3 separate regions of the Mus musculus genome follow, and regions 2 and 3 are each linked to region 1. A link is a contact called in public promoter capture Hi-C data. All regions are on one chromosome and are shown on one strand. The core of a region is the stretch at or near the end of the contact, and the rest is flanking DNA. Distances in the headings are between cores, read along the strand shown. Region 1 holds the start of 3110082I17Rik (RIKEN cDNA 3110082I17 gene). Region 2 holds the start of Mrm2 (mitochondrial rRNA methyltransferase 2). Region 3 holds the start of Snx8 (sorting nexin 8).

The links. Promoter capture Hi-C pulls out the DNA fragments that hold promoters and counts their contacts.
Region 2: a promoter capture Hi-C map of liver shows a contact between it and region 1, with 2.7 times the contacts expected there. The contact joins the promoter of Mrm2 here to the promoter of 3110082I17Rik in region 1. A contact is called at or near these places in 9 of 39 promoter capture datasets (the 3T3-L1 cell line, embryonic stem cells, fetal liver and 5 more) and 1 of 115 datasets of contacts at active chromatin or transcription factors (bone marrow-derived macrophages).
Region 3: a contact with region 1 is called in a promoter capture Hi-C map of liver, with 2.8 times the contacts expected there. The contact joins the promoter of Snx8 here to the promoter of 3110082I17Rik in region 1. A contact is called at or near these places in 2 of 39 promoter capture datasets (hippocampal neurons and liver) and 2 of 115 datasets of contacts at active chromatin or transcription factors (bone marrow-derived macrophages and microglia).

Annotation. Positions count from the first base shown.
Region 1 is chr5:139,459,090-139,464,158 of GRCm38.p6, forward strand. It overlaps 3110082I17Rik (RIKEN cDNA 3110082I17 gene), which reads right to left and starts at 1,445. Exons shown (of 5, transcript NM_028469.3): 1 at 1,380-1,445.
Region 2 is chr5:140,329,153-140,334,154 of GRCm38.p6, forward strand. It overlaps Mrm2 (mitochondrial rRNA methyltransferase 2), which reads right to left and starts at 2,746. Exons shown (of 3, transcript NM_026510.1): 1 at 2,701-2,746; 2 at 1,828-2,117. The coding sequence starts at 2,708. It overlaps Nudt1 (nudix (nucleoside diphosphate linked moiety X)-type motif 1), which reads left to right and starts at 2,708. Exons shown (of 5, transcript NM_008637.2): 1 at 2,708-2,803; 2 at 3,271-3,321.
Region 3 is chr5:140,386,369-140,391,329 of GRCm38.p6, forward strand. It overlaps Snx8 (sorting nexin 8), which reads right to left and starts at 2,940. Exons shown (of 11, transcript NM_172277.3): 1 at 2,780-2,940. The coding sequence starts at 2,873.

The DNA.
Region 1 (5,069 bases), core at 195-2,694:
CATGGCCACCACCACAGAATAACTCTGGCAATTATACAATAAAAGAATTTGGGCACCAGGTGGGGTGGTGCACACCTTTAATCCCAGAGCTCTAGAGGCGGAGGTGGGAAGATCTCTGTGAGTTCGAAGCCAGCCTGGTATACAAAGGGAGTCTAGGACAGCCAGGGCTTGCTATACAGAGAAACCTTCTCTCAAAAAACAAAACAAAAACCAAACAAAAGAAGTGGTGGGGGAGGGGGAGAAAGCAATATGGTTCAGCAGGTAAAGGCGCTTGCCACTAAGCCTGAAGACCTGAGTTCCGTCCCTGCCTAGCCTGTCGAGTCCACTGTCACATACAAGGTAGATGGCTGCTGGGGACCACCTAAAGTTGACCTCTGGCACACACACACACTGCAAACTCTAGAATGGGCAAAGGTCTTGAACAAACAGTGAAGAACATGAAAAGATGCCCAATGTCACTAGTCCTTTAGGAAATGAAATCCAGAGGCACTGACTGCTGCTTCATGCAGCAAGGAAATAAGAAGACAGAGGGCTAGGAGTTCTCAGTGGGTAAAAGCACCTGCCGAACAAGCCTGATAATATGAGTTCGATTCCTGGGACTTACATAAAAAGCTGGATGCAGTGTGTGAATCTGTCGTCTCGTCTCTCCTATGGTGAGATGGAAGGCAGAGACAGGGGGGTAAGCCTGGGGTACACAGTGCAGCAGCAGAAACCAGAAAGACTATGCCTCAGCAAGCTCAAAGAAGGAACAAGACTCCCTTAAATTATCTCCATGGTACCTAAGACCATTAGTAAGAGATCTTCTACAGTCAAAAACCTGGGCTCCCTAGATCTGGGATTCTTATTCTGGCCCCCGTTTCTTCCCAGAGCCTTGAGTGACACCGATACAGAAAAGGAACCCAAAGAATCTTTTTTTTTTTTTTTTTTTTTTTGAACGGAGTCTCATTTAGAAGACATGGCTAGACCGAGCTAGCGGCAATTTTTTTCAGTCCCAGCCTTCAGGATACTGAGACCACAGCTGTGTACCACCACACCCAACTTGTAAGAATGGATACATGGAAGGACTGTTGGGTGCATGAATAAGTGGGTGGGTGGATGAAGGATATAGATGAATGGATGGGTGGGTGCCTGGATGAATAGGTGGGTGGACGGATGGATAATTGGGTAGAGGAGTGGATGGACGTTTAAGTAGACGGAGGAGTGGACGAATGGCTAAGTGGTCGCCTGTATCAACAGGGGTAAATGGGTAGGTGGGTGGTTGAATAGATCTCTGGAAATCCACGTGGAGAGCTGCGCAGAGACGCACAGCCCGGCCCAGGACCGCGTCTCCCCGGGCGGATGCGACAACCCCCCGTCACCCCACCCTACCCAGCACGCACCTGCAGCTCCCACTCTCGCACACCTCTGCCACGCGCCTCCACCACCAGCTCAGCAGGTTCCGCGCCGTCCCGCCCTCAGAAGATCAGCGCTATCCATTGGATCGGGAAGGCGTCCATCTTCCAGCCAGCCAATGGCCGCCGCATGGGAGGGCGCAGCCCTGGCGCAGGATATTGGCGTCATCTCTCTGAGCTGAGAGCGCAGTCAGTTGCCAGGGCAACACCTGGTGGCGTGGGCACGTGCGGCCGAATTCTGGCCGCTGGTGCTGGGCTGAACAGATAGAACACCTCTCAGAGAATTCCAGCAGGTAAAGTTAGAATATCCGAGGGGTGCCGGGCTTGGAGGTGCACGCCTTTCGTCCCAGCCCTAGGGAAGCTAGGAAGAAGGATTAGGAGTTCAAGGCTATCCTCCGCTGTGTAGGGAGTTCAAAGTCGGACCCTGTTGTAGCCTATAATCCCAGCACCAAAGAGATAGAGGGAGGAGGATCAGAAACTCGGGGTCTTCTCGAGATTCATAAAGGCCAGTGAGATGCCTCCGACGGTAAAAGTGTTTATTGTAAAGCTTGGTAACGTTAGTTTGATGTCCAGGATCCATAAATCGGAAGGAAAATCAATTCCCACAAGCTGTCTTCTGACCTCTAAACACACACACACTAAATAAGTAAATATGTACATTTCATAATATATGTATGTGTACACACACACACACAAAGTAGTGAAGAAGTAATGTAAAGGGTCTGGCATAGCTGTCACTGGCCTTGTAACAGGGCCATAGACCTTAGTAGGCCACCAGACCTTAGCACACTGACTCCACATTGGAAGTACCATGAGGCTGTAAAACTTAGCAGCACATAGACAGCACCACCTGCCCAAACTAAAACAAGGGCCTAGTCCATCAGAGTCCATATAGTGCTGGGAAAGTCTCAACACACACTAACCTTGCTTTCCAGCCTCTCTAGTTCCACTTCTGGTTTACTCTTCTTTTTAACTGTGTGTCAACTCGGAACATGGTTTTAGTGCTTAAAAAATCACCTGGAAAAAGGCTCAGTGCTACACTAGGATTCCATCACCCAGTGTAGTTGCTGGACAGCTAATAAAGATTTTCTATTGGCTTAAACCATGTCTAGCAGTCTTCTCTTCAGAGTACCCCACAACAGCCTTTAATTCCAGCATTGGGTCAGAGGCAAGTGGATCTCTACAAGTGTGAGGCCAGCCTGGTCTACATAGTGTGTTCCAGGTTAGCCAAGGCTTAGTGAGACCCTGCTTCAAAATGACAAAATTACAGATGGAGTGGGTGTGATTTATTGCTGATGCTGCTAGCCAACTAAGAGGAGACAGTAAATTCCTTGTGATGCAGAATAGAGAGAGGGGAATTATCAAGCAATGAGAAAAGACAGACTCCCTCACCTGAGTTTTGTTGAAGCCTCTAACAGGCTGAGAATCAAGAACTCTAGCTCAGCTGGCATTTGCTGTGAAAGTGGCCAACACAGAGATAACAGGTAACAATCTTTCTGTATAAGGATACCTTATTTTATTTATTTTTTTTTGAGACAGGGTTTCTCTGTTTAGCCCCAGCTAGCCTGGAACTCACTCTGAAAACCAGGCTGGCCTTGAGCTCACAGAGATCTGCCTGCCTCTGGCCCTGGTGTGCTGGGATTAAAAGCATGTGCCACCACTGCCTGCCCCAACTCTTTCCCTTCCAATTTAAATGTATTTGTGGGTTGATCTCAGGGATTCTTACATGGTAGGTGAGCACTCTACCAAGTTATGTCACCTGCCCAGCCAGGTGCCCCGACTCCAATCATTTCACAGCTCAGTCTCTTCCTACCTACCGACTCTATACATAGCATTTGAGGCCTTCTGGACTTTCTTTTCTGTTCTAGTTGGCTGTCTTTTACATTTATGTGGTATGTATGTGTGTGTGTGTGTATGGTGTGCATGGGGCAAGTGTGTAGTGTGCATGTATGTGTGTGTGTGTGCTCAGGTAAGTGTGTGGTGTGGTCTGTGTGGGGTGTGTGTGTACATGTGTGTGGATGAGTATATAGTGTGTGTAGGCAAGTGTGTGGTGTGAATGTGTGTTTGTGTTTGTGTGTGTGCAGGCAAGTGTGTGGTATGTGTGTAGTGTATGAGTGTGTGTGGTGGGCGTGTGTCATATATTTGTATATGTTCATGTGTTTGTGCATACATGTATGGAGGCCAGAGGTCTTCTTCATGGTGTTTTTCTCTATCACTTTGCCGAGTAACTTTTTGAGACAGGGTCTTTCACTGAACCCAGAGCTTACAGATTCGTCGAGGCTAGATCACCAGTGAGCTCCAGCTATCTTCCTGTCTCTGTCTCTCCAATGCTAGAATTACGCAGGAGAACCGTCAAGCTTGGCATTAAAAAACAAACAAAAAAACCTGGATCCTGGGAATGCAAAATCAGGTCCCCATCTCCTTTCAGCAAGGACCTTACCAACTGAGGCAGCTCCTGGCCCACACTTACTTTTAATCTGAATTTAAGCACTGACTTCCTTGCATCCGGAAGCAAGCTTGCTGCTGATATTTCTAACCAGGATCAGCTTCCCTTTGTAAACTAATTTAGAGAAAGCAATGGACACTGTCAGGATGTCGGATCATCCAAATAGACTTTCCATCGATCTGTATCTGCTTCTTTTCTACTCCAGACACTAAGTATCCCAGGCTAGCCTCAAACTCATAATTTTCCTACCTCAGCCTTTCCAGTGCTGTCAGGATAGGCATATGTTGCCACATCCTGGTTTTTGAATTTAGTCTCTGGGGTAGATGATATATGTGTTCCATGCCATAGAGGTCTTCTCTAGACCTTAATGGGTTTATCATTAAGTCTTCTCCTCTCCTCCTCCTCCTCCTCCTCCTCCTCCTCCTCCTCCTCCTCCTCCCTCCTCCCTCCTTCCTTTCCCTTTCCCTCCTCCTCCCTCCTCCTCCTTCTTTTTTTTTTTTGTTTTTTTGTTTTTTTGAGACAGGGTTTCTCTGTGTATCCCTGGCTGTCCTAGACTCACTCTGTAGACCAAGCTGGCCTCAAACTCGGATATCGGCCTGCCTCTGCCTCCCAAGTGCTGGGATTAAAGGCATGGGCCACTACTGCCCAGCAAGTGTTCTTCTTTACTGCTTGTATAAATGGTATTTTCTCTCCCATCCTATCTCCTGGCTGTTGTTCATGAGAGTAAAAACCATAGATGGCTGGGTTGTTTTCTGTCCTACCAAATTACCACCTTCTCTAATTGTTTGGGGATGGAACTGACATTTATGAGCTTAAGGAAACTCCATTTTCTGTCTCCATTGATCTCTGTGTTCCTTTGTGTATGTAAGTGTTTGCATCTGCACATACATGTGCAGATGCATATGCTCATATGTGCATGCATGTGCGGAGGCCAGAGGCCAATGTTAGTTTACCTCTGTCACTCCTACATTCGTTTCTTTATTAGATCTCACTGTGTAGCTCTGGTTAGCCCGGAACTTGCTATGCAGACAAGGCAGACCTCAAATTCACAGAGACCCACCTGATCCTGCCTCTGCCTCCCGAGTGCCGAGATTAAAGGCAAGTGCCACCATGACTAGCTTGTACTTATTCTTAGAGACATAATTTGTCCCTAAACCTGAAGCTTACTGACTCAGGTAGGCTGACCATCAAGTCCAAGATTCCCTCTGCCTCTGCTTCCTAGCCCCAGGGTT
Region 2 (5,002 bases), core at 1,496-3,995, 870 kb after region 1:
AACCGCAGCCAAGGTGCTGAATCCCACTTCACTGTCAGTTCACTACCCCAGGCTCCCCTCCCACAGAAGGACTCTTCTTCCAAATGATTTTTTATTTTATTTAGTATGCGTTGGTTCTAAAATGGGAATCTTAGTAGGTAGCCCAGGCTAGCCCAAAACATAATAAGTTCCTGACTTAACCCAGTGAGTACCTGAGGTTACAGGTGGGCACCACCATACCCAGCTCCCAACAATCCTTTTTGGTTTTTAATGTTTGTTTGCTTTTTATTCCTTGAGACAATCTCACTATATAGCCCAGGCTAGCCTCAAATTCAGAGAACTGATGCCTCTGCCTCTAAAGGGCTAGAACCATGTGAGACCATGCTCTACTGTTTTGTCTTCCAGATGTATTATTTATTTACATATGTGTGAATGTGCACTCAAGTGCAGGTACCTGCCCAGTTCAAGGCCTGGATGTGAAATCACGGAGGCTAGGGGCTGCCTGATGTGGGTGCTGGGAACTGAACTTGAGTCCTCTCTGAGAGCCAAGCCCTTCATTTTTGGCTCTTGGTTCTTTGAGAACTGTGTGACTCAGGCCTGGGATTCCTGGTTCTCCTGTCTCTACCACCAGAGGGCTAGGGTCACAGGTATAGCCACCACAGCTGGGCAATGTCACAGATGCAGCTGTTTTTTCGCTTTTTCTCTTTCCTATTTGGGCACCATTTCACACACACACACACACACACACACACACACACACACACAGTACACAGCCTATCACATTCCCAGAGTAAGGAATCCAGTGGCCCCAGTGGGACCTCCAAGAGCTCCTAGGCTTCAGGGACACATTAGTAGTCCTGTCCCCAAACCCTGCTGTCTTGGAGTTTCTACTGCTGTGATGAAACACCATAACCAAAAATCCAGTTGGAGAAGAAGGGGGTTACGTGACTTACACATCCATATCACTGTCACTGAAAGAAGCCAGAACAGGAACTCAATCAAGGCTGGAGCCTGGAGGCAGGAGCTGCTGATGCACAGGCCATGGAGGGTGCTGCTGACTGGCCCGCTCCCCTGGCTCGCACAGCCTGCCTGCTCCCCTGGCTCGAAGAGCCTGCTTTCTTACAGGGCCCAGACCCCCAGCCCAGGTGGAAACCTTTTCCTACTCACAGTGTCTGGTTATGGTGCTTATGACAGCAACAGAAAGCAAAGGAAGCCATTATTGTTTAGTTTTCTGGGGCTTTTTGTTTTGTTTAGAGAAAGGGACATAGTGCGAACCCAGGCTGTCCGCCAACTCCTGTGGTTTTCTTCTTTGTTCTTTTTTAAACATTTTGCTTATTTAATCATGTATGTGAGAGGGTATATAAGCAAGTGAGCACACGCCACGGCACATTTGTGGAGTCCACACAGCAACTTTCTGGTGTCAATTCTCCCGTCCACAGTGTAAATCCTGGGGCGAGAACTCAAGCTTGTCAGCCTTACCGGCATGCACCATTCAACCACCAAGCCAGTGGGTCACAGCCCAGAGTGAGAACCACTGCTGACTAACCCATCTTCATAGCATCACCACCACCCTGTGCTCCCTTCCCAACCCCCTACCTCTGCCCTTTTTTTTTTCTCTAGTACAGACATACCATGTAGCTGGGATGACCCTGAACTTCTAATCCTGCCTCCACCTCGTAGGCCTGCGGGGCCTGACTTTACTTAGCAGCTGTGTCCTGTACCCAGCCTGTGTCGTATTTCTGTAACTCTCATCTCTAAACCTACTTAGAAAGAGCCTCAAACAATGTCTCTAGGTAAGAGCTGCTCACTAGCAGTAGTCAGAGGAGCTGGGAGTCCAGCAGGTCCCACCTGCGCCTGTGGCATTGACGCGCTGCACTGCCACCTGACTCCAGGCTCCCGGAGCTGCCCCGCAGTCCAGCACCCGGAGACCGGGCCTCAGGATCTGATGCTTCTCATTCATCTCCAGGAGTTTGAAGGCACTGCGGCAGCGGTAACTCTCCACCTTTGCGGCCTTCACAAACGGATCCTTTAGATGCCGCGTGAGCCACAGGTGCTCAGCGCCGGTCCGGCCCCTGTAGTGACACACTGCTGTGTGTAACCTCCGAACCTTAAGGGGAACGCCTACCAGCTTCAGATGCCTGAAATGACGAAAAAAGAGTTAGCGGGTGGGCATTACACAGAGAGGCAAGAAAGTCTTGGTTCAACCTTTTTGTTTCTGCATATGTATGTGCGATATGCATGCACGCATGTGTATTAGCATGTATGTGCACATGTGTCTGCCTGTGTATGGGGGTCCAAAGTAGAGAAGGGACGTCCCCTTCGCTTGCTCTCTACCTTATGTATTGATGTAAGGTCGCCAACCTGCCAGTCTATCTCGCCAGCTTTCTCCAGGGACCCCTTTTCTCTGCCTCCCCAGCACTGGGGTTACATTTGGTCAGCACACATGTCCAGTATTTTGTAGGCTCTGGGGATCCGAACCCCAATCCTCCCGAATGCACAGCTTTATCCACGGAGCCCATACACCTATTTCTATGTTGCAAGCCTCACTCACTCACGTCTGTACATGAATAAACATCGTACACCCGTGTCCCGCTCCCCGGGACGGAGGTCGCCAGCACCCCTCTGCAACACAATTCACTGAGCTCCCTACTACTGTCATCCACTCCGTTCCTGTATGCAAAGACGTCCTTTTAGCGCAGGCAGACGCCGTAACTCACTCACCCGGCCATTGCTGCTTGCTGGTGGTTTCCTCCCGCCGCCGGAAGTCCCGCCCTCGCTTCCAACGCGAGGCTCCGCCCCGGGAAACTTTGGCTGGGGCGCGAAGGTATGGATGGTCCCGGGCGAATGAGATCTGGGTGCGGGAGAGACGCTGGAGGTCGGGAGTGGGGTGCCAGGGAAAATCTGGGGAGAGAAGGGGTAGAAGGACTAGAGAGCAGCTTCAAACCCACCAGGAAAACTGGGGTACTGGGCAGGCCTGAGGTCGGGAAGACCAGGGAAACTACAGAGAGTAGGGAGCAGAAATGAGAGGGAGAGGGGACCTGGGCGGTAAGCTGATGCATGGGCAGTTTGCAGCCTGTCTGTACCGGCCATAGCCCCTGGGAGGGGAGGCTAGGGAACGGCATTTGCAGAGTGCCCCCTGCAGGCAGGTTCTGGGCTCTGCACTCCATGTGCATTGTCTCCAACACCTGCAACACTTGACCTCAATTCAGACCAAAGGTTGTCCAAAGTTCCCTGACACACATCCGATTTACCACCTATCACAGCTACCAGGACACCCTTGTTTGCTTCTAGGCTCTGCCATTTGACCTCGGAGCACTAGTTTTCGCCTCAGAAACGAAGAAAGTAAGTCTTAAACTCTGTTCTTAGTCTTTTTTTTTTTTTTTTTACTTTTTTTATTAGGTATTTTCCTCATTTACATTTCCAATGCTATCCCAAAAGTCCCTCATACCCTCCCCCCCACTCCCCTACCCACCCACTCCCATTTCCATTGCAAAGGGAAACAGTATGGGGACTCTGTTTGAAGCAATGCCAATCAACAGAGCCATAGCCACACCCATTCTACCTGATTCCAATCTATGTCCTCACTGCTCATTTCACTGAGACAAGGAGCTGAGCACGCTGGTGCACGCCTGTCATTCTACACTCAGGTGGTTGAGCGGGAAGATTGTGAGTTTAAGTCCAGAATGGAGAACATGGCACAACTCTGTCTCGTTTAAAATCCTTGCAAAACAAATCACTCATCTGTATGGAATGTGAGGACATTTGTCATCACTCCCTACATGAAAACAATTTACATAGTTTGCATGTAAAGTGGGCCGGAGGATGTCTGTAAGTTACAGGCAAATATGCCATTTCAAAGAAGTGATTTCATCATACTTTAATCCCAGTATCCATGGAAGGGTAAGGTATCCTGGTATCTGTGGATATGAAAGATATCCTGTGGATATCCTGTGGCTATGAAAGACAGCTGTATACAGCCGGTGCTTAATAAGAGATGGCTGACTTTGCTGAGTCAGGAAGCCAGAGGCTCAGGCACAGGCAAGTCAGAACACAGGCCAATGCTAAGCCCACTTCTTCTCCTGACTTACCTCAGCACCAGGCCTAAGCTTCCGGGTCCCTTTTCTTTCCCTTTCTTCTTATTCTGTTTTTAAATTTTAACTTATATTGTGCACATATAGGGTTGTTGGATTTTTTTATTCGAGAACGTATAGGGTTTTAAAAATATTTATTTTGGGGGGCTGGTGAGATGGCTCAGCGGTTAGGAGCGCTGACTGCTCTTCCAAAGGTCCTGAGTTCAAATCCCAGCAACCACATGGTGGCTCACAACCATCCGTAATGAGATCTGATGCCCTCTTCTGGAGTGTCTGAAGACAGCTACAGTGTATATAATAAACAAACAAACAAACAAATAAATATTTTAAAAAACCATCCAGAGGTGGTGTATAGCTTTTAAAAAATATTTATTTTTTATGTTCATTGATGCTTTGCCTCCATGTATGTTTGTGTAGGGGGCCATATCCCCAGGAGCTAGAATTACAGACAATTGCAAGCCACCATGTGGTTGCTGGGAATTGAACTTGGTGCCCCTGGAGGAGCAGCCAGTGCTCTTAACCACTGAGCAGCCATCTCTCCAGCTGGAATACAGGAGTTTTGTTAACATTTATACTATATGTGTGCCTGGTACCCAAAGACGCCAGAAGAGGGCATCAGAACAGAGTTAGACAGTCGTGAGCCACCATGTGGATGCTAGAAATGGAACCACAGTCCTCTGCAAGAGCAGCTAGTCCTCCTAACCACTGCCATCTCTCCAGCCCTTGTTCAAGTTCCTTTTCTTATACACTGCAGCCTCTTAGGAGGGTCCCAGTTTCTGTATACTGCCTTAGCCAGTTGAGGCCTAGGAAACAATAAAATAAGACGCTTTGTCTGGGGGCTGGAGAGATGGCTCAGTACTGGGAGTATGGCTCAGTAGTAGAGCCCCTGCCTAGAATCCCCCAGTGAGGGGCTGGGGTATGGCTCAATGGGA
Region 3 (4,961 bases), core at 1,690-4,189, 930 kb after region 1:
CAATCAAACCAGAGACTGAGTCACACCAGGAAGGAGGTAAAGGAACTGAAATTCATTACTAATCAAGATAATGGATATTAAAACAAAATTAAATGTTCTTAACTCTCTCCATCCGTCCCATTTGAGAATCAAACATAGGACACCCAAGCAGGTCCCTTTGCTGGCTGAGCCATGGCACCAGCCTTCCATCAGTCAAAGACAGCAAGTGTGCAAATCCTAGAAGCCAGCAATTCCACTCCTAGGATATCTTCTTGTGATGAACGCGACATAAGACCCCAAAGATGTCTGCATCCTAGTCCCAGAAAAGGTGATGTTCTTACTTTCACTCAGCAAAAGGAATTAGAATTACAGTGAAATTCGAGGCTGTTCTGAAGTGAACATAAGAACACAAATCTTCATTTTCTGGGTGCCTCCCCTATTCACAGGGGTCCTTAAAAGTGGAAGCAGACAAAAAAGAGCCAGGCAACTTGAAAGAGACATGGAAACCGTCAGCCTAGGGTTGCTGGCTTAGGTAGATGCTATCTACCGTCTGAACAGGGAGGCCAGCCTGTGAATGCTCCATCACGGACTATGGAGGCTGTGACACTTTGTTTTCGGCAAGTGTAACTTGCTCTGGACCACTGACCTCTGCTCACACAAGGTGCAGCCATGTGTGATAGCATGTACCTACAATCTCAGCATCCAGAAGACAAGATACGGAGAACAGGAGGACTATGGGTTTGAGGCCAACCTGAGTTACATAGCAGACACTGTCTCAAAAATAAACAAATAAGGCTGATTGTGGTGGCACATGCCTTTAATCCCTGCAGTCAGGAGACAGAGGCTGACCTCTATGAGCTCAAGACCAGGCAGGTCAGCACACTAAGTTCAGTTCTCCTGAGGACCAATCTCCTGCAGCGTATACACGGTTCACCTTTCGAATAATGGATCTGTGTGCTGAAAACCACAATGAGCCCATTTTCCTCCCAGCAGTTCCAAACCGCTACAAACACAAACACTACTTTACGCATGACTACTACCGGCAGCTCTGAAGGGGTAGCCAAAGTGGAAATCTGCTATGTACCCATAAGTCACACTAGTTAATCCTTTGAGATGTCAAAAATCAGCCAACTGTGAAGGTGGAGGCTACTAGGCAAAAGGTGAGGAGGAAGAGGAGGAGGAGGAAGAGGAAGAGGAGGAGGAAGAGGATGAGGAAGAGGAAGAGGAAGTGAAGTGAAAATCAACCTGTGAAAGTTCGCTGCCTGAGCTCTTTACCTCTGAAAGCAAAGCCATCCTCGGGACCAGGTGAGAGGGCTCAGTGGCTACCTGCATTCACACACACAAGCCCACCCACCTCAAGCTCCATCCCTAGAACTCAAGGAACAGTGGAAGAGAGAAGTGACTCCACAAAGCTGTCCTCTGACTGCCATCCCTGTGCCATGCCACACTGTTCTCAAGAACATCACACACACAAGAATACGTTTTCCCAAGAGTGATTCCCAAAGGTGTTTTGACTCTAGTCCATCCAGCCAAAGGCTCCACCAAGACACACTCCAACTAAGTTTCTTGCAGAAGGAAGAAAATCTCCTTCGCCACATCACCAGCTTGGTGCCAAGTTTCATACATACAGAAGGAAGTGACAGGTTGAAAAACCCATTTTCCTACTTACGTGGCTACTGGGATGGCCTGTCAATCGTGAAGGACTACATGGCTGTGACTAACACACAAGTCACACCACTGCCCAAGATCTGTCAAAAATCTAGACGAAATCCTTCCTAACGTCAGCCATTAGCTGAGTTCTCTAGGAAGTAATATGGAAGATCCCAAATTTGCCAAGAGAGCTCTAACCCATCACCACTGCTACAAGCCACAAGGAATTGCTTTATGAGTCAGGCAGGGGCTCAGAGCACAGGCTCCAGAGCTCTTGCAGAGGACAGGAGTCTGGGTCCCAGCAGCTCTACTGAGTGGCTAACAGGCAGGTGAAACTTTGGCCTCTCGGGAATCTAACACATCTGTCCTCCAAGGGCGCGCGCGCACACACACACACACACACACACACACACACACACACACATACATATACACAGTTAGAAATATTTTTTTAAAAAAGCATTCTTAAAAGGCATAAGTAGCTCTGGATCAGTCTCCCTTTCTCAAGGCGCCCAGGTATAGGGACTTAAGTGGTGGCTCAAACATACAACCTCAAAAATACAATGTTTTACCCAACAAGACCCAAAGACTGTTGACCAACTCCGAGGGGAGTTTCACCTTCTCTCCATTCTTCAGAGGCGTTCATTGACATCCTCCTCCCTCCCCTGGGGTTAAAAGTACTACCCTAAACCCTTCGTCCCAAGAGAAGAACCTGTCTTTCCACCAATGCTCTAGATGGCCATACTCAGCGACACTTGGCCAGACCTGGCTGGCACACACCAGGCCCAGCTCCACCCTTGCGCCTCTGGCCACATGGATGCGTCCCCACAGTCCACAAAGCCGGGGACCCCAGGAAAAAGAGTCTGATACCAAAGACACATCCCTTTCCCTGGACATGGTCACACATGAATATAAACCACTCTCTAGACCACGTCTCCAAAGTGGGGTCAGAAAAGACCCAGGTGCAACTCCACACGGCCGCTCGCTAACGGAGGGCTGAAGAGCAGCGTCCCAGGGAGCAGCGGGAAGAGGCTGGCCCCAAGAATGTCCACCCCCCCACCCCGGCCAGGCGAGGTGTGGCACTGACAGGTGGTCCCCGAGTGTGAAGCACTTGGCTCTCCGCACAGGGCCATCGGGCCGCGTGCCCTACCTGTCGCCGGCGGATCCGCCTCCTCGTCAGCCTCCGCCTCAGCAGCTGCAGCGACTGCCGGCGAGGGCAGCGGGTCCATCGCGCGGCCAGTCATGTGAGCCCGCTCGCCCACGTGACTTCCTCCCGCGCCCGCCCGGCCAGCCCCGCCCACGCCAGCTCTTGTCCGGCGTGGCCACGCCCATGCCAACCTCGCCACGCCCCTCCGCTCACCCCAAGCAGTAAGACCACGCCCCTACCCACGAGCCACGCCCCAACCACGTGGCCGCGGCCGGGGCAGCGTTCAGCAGCTCTGGTCCAAGACTGAGTGCTAGCGCGAGTACCGCCCCAGCTGCTTAGTGCCACCTCCCTCCAGTGCGCACCCACCTCCCCGCTCTTAGCCAGCAGCTGTTACTCATCTTCTTGCCCACCCTCTGACCCACGCTGCCATTCATTTTTGCATTCGCTTGCCCACTCACACATGCTCTGTGAATTCCGGGGCAGCCCCTGTGAAAGGTGCTACGGACATTAGAACAGTGTTCTAGTACCTTCTGGGATTTGGAGCGTGAAACATGGCTAGAGAGTAGGTCTTCTGACTATAATAGGTCTCTGAAGATTACTGATGAGGAACAACATTCCATAATTGTTTGCAGATAACCAGGCCATTCTCCTTTCTGTTGGGGATTGAGCCCATAGGCTCCCACATGCTGAGCTGGCCCTCTACCACTGTGCTATGTATCACCAGCCCTTTATTATTTATTTGTATATTGTTGGAGATAGGGTCTCAATATATAACCCTGGCTGTCCTGGAACTCACTATGGCTAGCCTCAAACTCAAAGATCTGCCTGCCTCTCTCTCCTGAGTGCTGGGATTGAAGATGCACACCAGGACGTTGAGCTTTATGTATTTATTTTGACTCGGGGTCTAGTTAGCCAGGCTAGCCTTGAACTCACTCTGTAGCTAAGGCAGAACATCCTCCTGCCTCAGCCTCCCTAGGAGCTAAGTTGAACATACATACCTCCAGGCCTGGCCCTCTGACTGACAGAGGGAAGCAAGGATGTAAGAGCACACAGGAGCAGTGTCTGACCCGGGGCTGAATATGAGGACTGAGTCTAGAACTGCAGGAGGAGGAAGAGGAGGAGGAGGAGGAGGAAGAAGAAGAGGAGGAGGAAGAGAGAGAAGAAGAAGAAGAAGAAGAAGAAGAAGAAGAAGAAGAAGAAGAAGGAGGAGGAGGAGGAGGAGGAGGAGGAGGAGGAGGAGGAAGAGGAGGAGGAGGAGAACAAGAAGAAGAAGAAGAAGAAGAAGAAGAAGAAGAAGAAGAAGAAGAAGAAGAAAGGAAAAAGAAAGAAGGAGAAAAAGAAAAAAGAAAGGCAACCTAAACTGCATATAGATACATTATCTCAAGTAAAGGAAAAGCAAAAAAATATCTGGGAGAAGAAGAGGGTTATTAATAAGACTCCATCAGAACAGTTGGGTGTGGTGGCGCACACCTTTAATCCCAGCACTCGGGAGGCAGAGGCAGGTGGATTTCTGAGTTTGAGGCCAGCCTGGTCTACAAAGTGAGTTCCAGGACAGCCAGGGCTACAGAGAAACCCTGTCTCGACTCCATCAGGGAAGGCCTTTCTTATTTCACAGTAAAGACCTCGCCTCTCCAGATATTGATGTCTAATGATTTCCATGGAGTGGACTGAAGGCTCCAAGGTTGGAGCCCTAGGATGCCTCTCAGTCTCCCTGCTGGTGCCTCTAAAGTTTTTAAAGCCCTAAGCTTGGCTGTAGCTGCGTCTAGTTCCCTTTATTTTCCAGGACTACAATCTATTGTGTAGAAGTGTAACAGAGCCCCAGATCTTAGCTCCATCATGGAAGGAGTATCCAGGCTATAAAACTCAGCACAAAACACCACCTGCCAAAAATGAAGACCTGATCCATCAAAGCCCATAGTTCTGGGAAAGTGCTAAGCTTGCTTTTCAGCTTCTGTAGTTCTGCTTCTGGCTAACTGTCCTTGTTAACCGAAATATGTCAACCCAGACATATTTGGTTTTCATGCTTAAAAGCTCACCCTAAGAGAGGTTCAGTGTGACACTGGGATCCCGTCAGTGTAATCCCCAGTGGGCTAATACTTTCTATTGGCTTAAGCCTAAGCCAGAGCAGTCTTCTCTGGCAAACACCCCACAGCAAAAGTGGTTCAAAAGTTTGGGTAGAGCTGGG